Linked DNA regions of Mus musculus: region 1 is linked to region 2. Evidence: chromatin contacts called from public promoter capture Hi-C data. All regions are on one chromosome and are shown on one strand. Each heading gives the region's core, a stretch centred on a gene start, on an enhancer-like site or on the middle of the called end of the contact. The rest is flanking DNA. Distances are from core to core; before and after follow the strand shown. Region 1 overlaps Itgb5 (integrin beta 5). Region 2 overlaps Heg1 (heart development protein with EGF-like domains 1).

Evidence for each region. Capture Hi-C pulls out chosen DNA fragments and counts their contacts.
Region 1: a promoter capture Hi-C map of liver shows a contact between it and region 2. The contact joins two enhancer-like sites. A contact is called at or near these places in 1 of 484 Hi-C or Micro-C datasets (the HPC-7 cell line), 2 of 115 datasets of contacts at active chromatin or transcription factors (extraembryonic endoderm stem cells and pancreatic cancer cells) and 3 of 9 other capture datasets (adipose tissue, embryonic stem cells and liver).

The regions. Positions count from the first base shown.
Region 1 is chr16:33,883,848-33,888,335 of GRCm38.p6, reverse strand. Itgb5 (integrin beta 5) reads right to left here. Exons shown (of 15, transcript NM_001145884.1): 5 at 3,215-3,383. Among named protein-coding and RNA genes, the nearest start is that of Itgb5, 56 kb to the right of the region's middle. Within about 2 kb of position 2,290, at least 59 of the 459 cell types and tissues checked have an H3K27ac peak or open chromatin away from gene starts, as enhancers often do. A contact at or near this core is called in liver and pancreatic cancer cells, where this site is marked.
Region 2 is chr16:33,737,437-33,741,735 of GRCm38.p6, reverse strand. Heg1 (heart development protein with EGF-like domains 1) reads right to left here. Exons shown (of 15, transcript NM_175256.5): 8 at 3,453-3,511; 9 at 3,013-3,173. Among named protein-coding and RNA genes, the nearest start is that of Muc13, 55 kb to the left of the region's middle. Within about 2 kb of position 1,730, at least 79 of the 459 cell types and tissues checked have an H3K27ac peak or open chromatin away from gene starts, as enhancers often do. A contact at or near this core is called in liver and pancreatic cancer cells, where this site is marked.

The DNA of each region.
Region 1 (4,488 bases), core at 1,041-3,540, 150 kb before region 2:
TGGGATAGGAATGACCAAGTACTTAGGAGACCCTGACCCACCCAGTGAGGGTGATCAGTCAGGGAGTATGGACAGCCATTTAAGCTGACTTCTGCAACACAAGCAAGCCAGGTTAGACATGCAAAGAAAGGAGTTCAAAGGTCTGGGACTGTCACTCAGTGTGAGACAGCATGTTGCAGGTCCAAGGCTCAAATTCCTGTCTTCCAGATCTGAACCACCCCCCACCACCACCACACACATACACAGATACACAGATACACACACACACACACACACACACACAGATGTTTAAAAACAGGTTTAGGGAGGGATGATATGTGAGCTCGAGGCTCTGGGGATGGGGAAGGTGCCACGTACAACACTGTAACGGGAAGAGGACAGTTCCTTGTTTGCAAACATCAGGACCTCCATAGTGTAAAATGCACAGTGGGTGAAGTGTATCAGCAATGGCCCACTGTCTGGAACAAACACACCTCCCTGATGTGGGATGGCAAGATGCAGGAGGCTGGAGGAGGGGGTGGAAAGTGCTTGCTGCAATGAATTCTATTAAGAAAGAAAAGGGCCAGGCGATGGTGGTGCACACCTTTAATCCCAACACTTGGGAGGCAGAGGCAGGCAGATTTCTGAGTTCGAGGCCAGCCTGGTCTACAGAGTGAGTTCCAGGACAGCCAGGGCTACACAGAGAAACCCTGTCTCAAAAACCAAAAAAAAAAAAAAAAAAAAAAGAAAAAGAAAAAGAAAAAGAAAAAGAAACCATATGAAAGAAAGAAAGAAAGAGAGAGAGAGAGAGAGAGAGAGAAAGAAAGAAAGAAAGAAGAAAAAAAATGAAGGGAAGGAAAAGGAGTGAAGAGCAGGAAAAGCAGCCCAGGTGTGCAAGAGTCCAGCCAGGTAAGTGAAGCTACTGTGGTTGGAACACAGAGGCCCTGATGGGGCCCAGGAAAATGACACACTGGCCATTATATAAGTAAAGCCTTTAAAAAAAAAAAAAAAAGCTGGCCTTACCTTGTGACACAGGCCTTTAATCCCAGCTCCTGAGAGGCAGAGGGGTTGGGGTGGGGCGGGGGCGGGGACAGGGGAGATGGCTCAACTTGTAAAAACACTAGCTACAGAAGCCTGGCAACCTGAATTTGACCCAGAACCCAAGTAAAAAACCTGACACGGGAGTTGGGGGTTCAGGGGTTCGCATCTGTAATTTCAGTACTCCTAAGGCCAGATGGGAGGCAGAAGCAGCAGAATCACTCCTTGGCTTCTTTGAGCCTGCCTGATTTCTTATAGACCTTAGACTTGTGTCAGTTTTCCAAGCCTTGTTTCCAAAGCTTGCTGGCCAGTTAGCCTGGCGCACACAGCATAGGAACAGAGAGATAAAGAGAGAGACAGAGACAGAGACAGACAGAGATTGAGAAATCCGATACTTTAATAGTTTCCTGAAGACACCGATGCATAGTTAGAGTAAACAGAGTTGGAGTCTGGAAACCTCAGCGCTGAGGCCACACTCACTGCCCCACCCACTCCTCGTCCTACTCCGAGGTCAAGGGTGCTTCCTGTTTGGTAAAGTAGGAAAGCAACCATAGCCCCAGTCTGAACCACTCACCACACATCAACCTGTATAATTTTAGAATAAGGAATACACAACTTAAAGCCAACTTCTAGAGAGTTCTGAGGGAAACAATAACTGATAAAAGGAGGAACCATAATTGAGACCCAGAACAAGCATAAACCAGTTCAACCATAGGTTTATAAAGCAATAAAGGTAATGGCATGCACACTCCAATCCTAACCCACTTGTGGATACTACATTAGAAAAAGATGCTTGCCTAAGAGAGTGGCCCCTTAGCTGTAAACACCGTTAAATTCCTCCAACAGCAATCTGAGCAGCAGTGGAGGGCAGGGAGAGGGCAGGGGGGATGCTTGTGTGTGCATGCTCGTGTGAGCATGCATACGCATGCATACATACACACACACACACACACACACACACTACCACTAGTGAGAATACCAAAGAGAAGCAGGTATTTCCCTTATCTTCTGCAAAGATCACCTTTCTAAGAAATACAGAGCATGCCTTAGAGCTAGACCTTAAAGAAGCCATGCAATAACCCTAAGGTCCACAAGTTGATAATGAGTAGTCCAACCCAGGAATATCAGAGCCAAGGAGAACCCACGATGTGAGTCAGACCTGTCCTCGGACTAATCACCAAAAGCAAAGGTCAATGGAAGCAGAGGAGCGCATGTGCTGGATTCAAGAACTCTGGCCCTTATGAGGCCAGCCAAGTACACAGGACTCCAGAATAATTAATCCTCTGTCACACACAGTCAGCAGGACTAGGAGCCTCTGATCTGGACAAAGGGGAGCAGACCCAGTGAAGAAAGAAAGGCAATGATATCTGAAATACCACTCAAGTGATAGGGGCACACGGTCTCTGTGGACACAAAGATCTCTGTGGCCACGCGTGATCACTAATGGCAGACCACGGACGCGTGCAGTTTCATTTCTCCATTTTCTCCACTATTATGTTTGAAATGCTTCACTGCAAAAATAGCACACATTCATTATTGCTATCGGTTTTGGTTGATTTCCAGTATTTTCTTCCTTTTCTTAAAAGAATGCATCGCCAGTGTGGACGCTCTACACGGAGCTTACTGAAAACTGCCGAGCTCATGCACAGAGACCAAAAAGATGAACCAAACCGTACAGAACCCATGCTTCAGTAATGAGCTCAGAATAATTAATCTTTTACTGCTGCTATTAGGCTTTTTTGACAGTACAAACTTATTCTATCACTAATTCGATATCTGTATTGCATTCATGTATTGCCCCAAGTTGAGAACCTCTCAAAGTCAAAGTTCCCTTCTGGTTGAAATCTCTGCCCTCCCTCTGGATTCACACATCTCAGAGGAACAGGAAAAACAAAACAAACATAGGCATGCAGCCAAAGACTTCGGTGATTCTATTTCAGCTGGATTCCCCAGTAAGGCAATCTTTAAGGTTAAAATGACAAGCCAAAAAAAAAAAAAAAAAAAAAAGCTGATGCATAAACACAGAACAGCCATCTGTCTGGCAAGGACACCAGCCTATCGCACAGAGCCACACCCAACACAAGCTCAACTCTTCCCAAGTCTAGCTGACTTGATTGCTAGAGATTCCGCCATGGTGCGGCTGAGCTCAGCCTCTGATGTAACAGTGAATGGGAGCCACGTGCTTGGGTGTTCTTACCTTGCAGACAGCAGCCTGGAGGACCGCATCAAACCCCCCCTCGGGGGCATCTCGGTTCCGGGACACCCTCTGCTTCCTCACTTCCTCGTTGAAGCTGTCGACTCTGTCTGTGAGAGGCAGCAGATGCCGGAACCCGAAGGAGGGGACGCAGTTGGGGAATAACTTGTAACTAGAGAGGAAGGAGAGAAGGGTGGATTTTCCATCATCATCTGTAAGCCTTTTCAATCTCTTAAGAGATCCATTTATTTATTTTATTTATATGATTACACACTGTAGCTGTCTTCAGTCACATCAGAAGAGGACATCAGATCCCATTACAGATGGTTGTGAGCCACCATGTAAGTGCAGAGAATTCAACTCAGGACCTCTGGAAGAGCAGTCAATCTTAACCATTGAGCCATCCTTACAGCCCCTACCTTTTCAATTTTTAATTACATTATATTTTAGTGTGCATGTATGTACACAAACACGCACATGGGGACACACAGACACACACACACATGAGAGAACAACTTGCAGAGATCAGCTCTCTTCTATCATGTGGGTTCTGGGAATCAAACTCAAATGATCTTCTCACTGAACCATCTCGATGGTCCCATCTCTAAATATTAATCAACTGTCCTGGCCTTCACTAAGTACCTTGGAAAAACATCAATTAACAACTACCACCTGCTCTGGGCAAGGCCTAGTGGAGAGAACAAAACCAAATAACTCTTAAACAACCAGCCCTCCCTGTGGGCACACAGCCAGACCAGGGAAGTGTGCAGACAATGGCTCAAAGAACTGGAGGTCATGGCAGACTCTGGCTGCGGGAAGACTTGACACCAGCGTTGGAAGATGAGTGGGACCAGGTACAATCGAGGATGCAGGCCAGGGAGGGCACACGGGCACACAAGCAGGACTCTGGGTAGCCAGCTTTTCTCATCAAACTATGCTGCTGCCGTAAGACAAAGGACCCACTGGTGACTACCAGACTGTGCTGGCACAAGAAGCGATGCAGAACGGAACAGGAATTATAGACCTTCTACCCTATCAATCCTTCATTCATTTACTACAATGATAAAGCGTCCACTGGCCAGAGAAATCTACAAATTCTTCAAATGGGAAAAAGACAGGCATGCTAAAAACTTTCAGGGAAGCGGGAAGCCCTAAGGGGCCCCTTTTCCTAGAGAAAGTAGTTCCGATGATACTATCAAACTGGGGCAATGAAACAGACAAGATGCCTTAAATGGATCCTTGGGATAAAGGAATCGAGGGCAGAGTATGGCAGCCAG
Region 2 (4,299 bases), core at 481-2,980:
TGCAGCACAGAGACCAGTAGGTGAGCATGTGCTGGGGTGGGGGTGGGGGTGGGGGTGGGGGTGGGGGTGGGGAAGTCCTACTGGCCTGATCAGTCGCTACACCATCACCAGGAGAAACAGGCAGACGAGGAAAGAACCCAGTTTTAAGGCTGGTTTTGTGTTCATTTGGGGGCTTTATTCATCTCATGGTTGATAAAGAATCAGCTTATTCGTATCAAAAAGCATTCACTGCTGGGCACATAGTCCTCTGGGAGGTTTTAATACGGCCAAGATAATGAAGAGTACATTTTACCACCCAAGATACACGTCAGTGGGCGCACAGGGAGAACAGAACTATGAAACCAACATGACAGCGGCTAATAACTTATCCTCACATGGCAGATGTGTGCTTCTGCTGTTGGGGGGTCAAAAGCAAGTTGAACCCAGGAGGAGAGTGGCAGGGGGATGGGAAGAGTCTGAGCATTGTACAATGAAAATTGGGTGCTAATTTTGTAGGCATTGTCAAAGAAAAGGCCCCAGGCTCTTCAGAAGGTGCCTGTTAATTCTGCAAAATTAACCCTTGCCTGGGCAAATTCTGGTGATGGGAGCTGACACCAGGGCTTGATGGGCCCCGTGTGGAATTCCCAGCATCCATCCCTCTTGAGGGTCCCGAGAACTGAGACTGACTGTCTAGCCGGGTGAATTAGGGCACAGCTTCATTTCCCAGTGCTGAATTGAATTTCCTGCCTTTATCAGTGGAAGCTGACATGTTAAATCTGGGCTCCTTTGTTTATTGTTTTTAAAAAAAAGTTTGTATTTAAGGGGAAATGTTTAAACGGAAAAATCTCACCAGGCAAACTTTGCAAAGCTGGCACCAGGGAGGAACTCAGCTTCCGGCACCTCACATCTGACTTCTCTGAAGGCTTTGCCAGTCAATGAGACTTAGCAGAGAAAAACACCTCCAAGTATAAGGAGTATCCAGGCCATCCTAGGCTGGGAAATCCCACTCTGATTGGGTATTTTCTGGAAGTCAATGTTAAGTTCTCCTTCCATCCTGCCCACTGATCTAGGCTGCTAACGAATATTCATTGCCAAAAGCAACCAGTTCCTGCCTGCTGCCAGATTTCTGCTTGAACAGGGAGGGCAGGCCCCGCCCCTCCAATGAGGAGTGGCTTTCTCAATGAACGTGTCTCATAAAGCCACCCAAAAGGACCATGCAGAATCTCACTTAAATCGATCCTTGGTGATGTGAGTCTTCTGCATTCACCGTTCCCATGGTCTTTCCTGGGCATAACATCCGTCAAGATAGACAATGAGTACTCAGTAAGCCAAGGCTGAGGCCATGAGGGGGGATTTCCAAAGTCTCTAAATCCCAGGAGACCATGAGGACTAAAGGGCTTTGAAAGGAGGGAGATGGACATTCTCTGAACTGAGGGGACAAAGCCCTTCTCGCCAGCGGCAATGTCCAGAGCATCCTAGTGCTGCCCGGATGCTAGAAACCCAAAGGTGTGCAGCACCTGCTGGTCTAGCCTCCTCTCTAGCTCCAGAAAAATTACCAAGAGCCAGAGCTGGATCCTTTGGCAAAACCTAGAGAAGATCTGGAGGAAAAACAGATGTGAGTCCAATTTTGGCTACTAGGCATGGCTGTCTTTATGCTCAAGGGACTGGAAGGGAACACAGTGAGGATGGCCTCCTCATGGGGACAAGAGTCTTTCTATAGGCCACATGGGGGCAGTCCAAGCAAAGCAGCTGGGTGAGCGAGCACTCCTGCTAGGGCAGGCTCTTGCGCATCCACACAATCTTGCCAACTTGATCTGCAAAGCACAGATGCACAAGCTGGCAACAGAAAAGTACCTTGGTCCAATGCTGACCACGCCAAATGCAGTCTAGAAATGGTTAGCAAACTGAAGGGTGCCTACCTCACTGGGAGGAAAAATAGTACCCTGGAGCCCTGGGCATGAGAAACAAAACCATACAACCAGAGAGCCTCAAAGTATCCAGCACCCTAGAACAGGGCATGAACTTTGAACAAAAACACTCCAACTCTGTTATGTTCAGCTCATTTCCCCCCAGTTACTAAGTAGCCAGCCCCCCAGAGCCTATCTCAGGGTGAAAGCATCAGCTCCCAAGCTCTGCAGTGCAACTGTTCACTCGAGGAAAGCTCTGGACCAGCAGTTACAACATCCTGACCCACTGGGAATGGCCTAGACTAACCAGCGGATATGGCACCAAAACCTGATACCTTCAATTTATGTCTAACATCTGGATGCCAGATGGGGGAGACTTAGCCTAAGCTCTCCTTCCTTTGCCAGACCTCAACCACTGGTCCAATGAGCTAACCAGAGTACACTTTGATCACCAAGAGGGACTAGCCCACTGTGTCTAGGGGCGGTTCTCATTCCAGCAAAGTGTTCTTCTCCCAGCTATAAAACTATCCCTGAAAGACGCAAGTCTGTCTTCCAGACTTGTCCTGAGTCACCTTTCTCATTGGCCTTACCCCAACACAGGGCAAGAGCCTCCGACCAAACAAGAACAAAGGAAGGGAGAGTCCTGTCATTACGGCACTCCTGGGAGCATCCTGCCATGCTCCCTCTTAGTCATTCTATGGTTTTATGATAGAAAACAAACAAAAGATAGGTAATACTGCATGAGCATAGCTCTTTGTTTTTTCTTAGTCATCACCATATAAAGATTGTTGGATCATTGGCAACTTGACAGACTCTATATGTCACTTTCTGTCTCCCCAGGAAGCGGGAGTAACAGCTTTTGGTTCCTTCAGCTCCTGTAATATCTTCCTCTCACCCTGGCACTGTATAGAAGAAAAGAAGGAGCCAGATACCAAGGAGCTGATGCTGTAAAAGGCCATGTGTAGACAGATGTGTGCACTGAGTGTCATGAAGGCTTGTGCTTATAACTTCTAAAGACAAGCTCTGTGAAGGAGCTTTTCTGGGCCTGAGTCCCCAAACCTCCCATCTCTAAGTCTATGCCTACCTGCAAGAGCAGGTTTCCCCCCCTAGAGGACTCCCATCTTACCTCGAAAGACCCGCCTCTGAGACCCCAAGAGCTGGCAGACTTCAGCAGAGGACCTGCAGGAGTTGACATATTTCTGGATCCTGTCTGCCAGGTCAAACAGTGTCACATTGGAGGCCAGGGCAAAGGTGGTTTTCAGTGAGATGAAAACTGTACTGGGCTCCCTGTGGGCAAAGTTAGCAAGGCCTTAACTGACTTGAAATGACATGTGGGTTCCAGGTAGCTTGCAAAGTACATGTTACTGCCATTCTCCACAGAAAAAATAGGAGAGTATAAAGGCCCAGAGACCGTGGTCTTGGGTTACCCGGTGTATTGGCTGTAAAACAGAGACTGGCTTTATTTTGATCACTCATTTGGGAACAGTACCACTTCACACACACACACACACACCCCCCCCCAATTCCACAGATCAGATCATAAGCAAAAGAAATTCTGTTTCTCACCTAGACACATGGGCTGTAGTTCGGATATAACCGGGCAATGTTGAAAAACACACGTTTAGCTGAAATGAAGAACCCGGTTGTCAGACAAAATCCTTGAGCCAAGAAACAATTTCCTATTTTCAGGATAAAATAGGTAGTTTCTATCGCCACCAAGGTATCAGCAGGCAGTTTGACTCAAAGCAGTGCGGCCTTTGTATCCCCGCCCCCCTCCTAAATATCTTTCTGTTGTTCCCCAGGGCAGATAGTGGATTAGTAGGGAAATCTCAGCAGGAAATGTTCAGAGCAGCATCCTCGAAAACAAAACATCTTCAAAGGAGAAGATCCCTTCTAAGACCCAGGGTTTCAAAAACAAAAACCCAGGCAGCTGTTTATTTGGACTCTGCATAGTGAACAAGTTAGCTGACAAAGCTCAGCTCCTCTTAGCTCCCCAGGTCTGACTACAGGCTCCTCAGAATCTACAATGATGAGTTGACCTGCCGCAAAGGTCCTTCCTCAAAAAGACTCTGTGGGAAATTACATGATGGGGGTGGGGTGGGGGGGTCAAGAGGTCTTTTGTTGGGAACACATTAGAGCTCTGTGCCTCCTGTTTGCCTTGTGCCCACGGAAAGCAGAAAGCCTCTGAGCAACACAACATGTTGTGTCCGCCTCCCTGACAGCGAAGCTCGAGATTCCCTTTAATGGAGCAGAGGACCTCAGCATCTCATCCCAGGTAGATCCACCTGCCTTCAGAGCCCTCTGACTTGGGAAGATGGAGTCAGCTGTGGAATGGTGCCAAACGGTTTGTGGGTTTGAATGCCACATTAATATAGCAATGATTTATTATTACTGCCATATTAACCTTTTACCT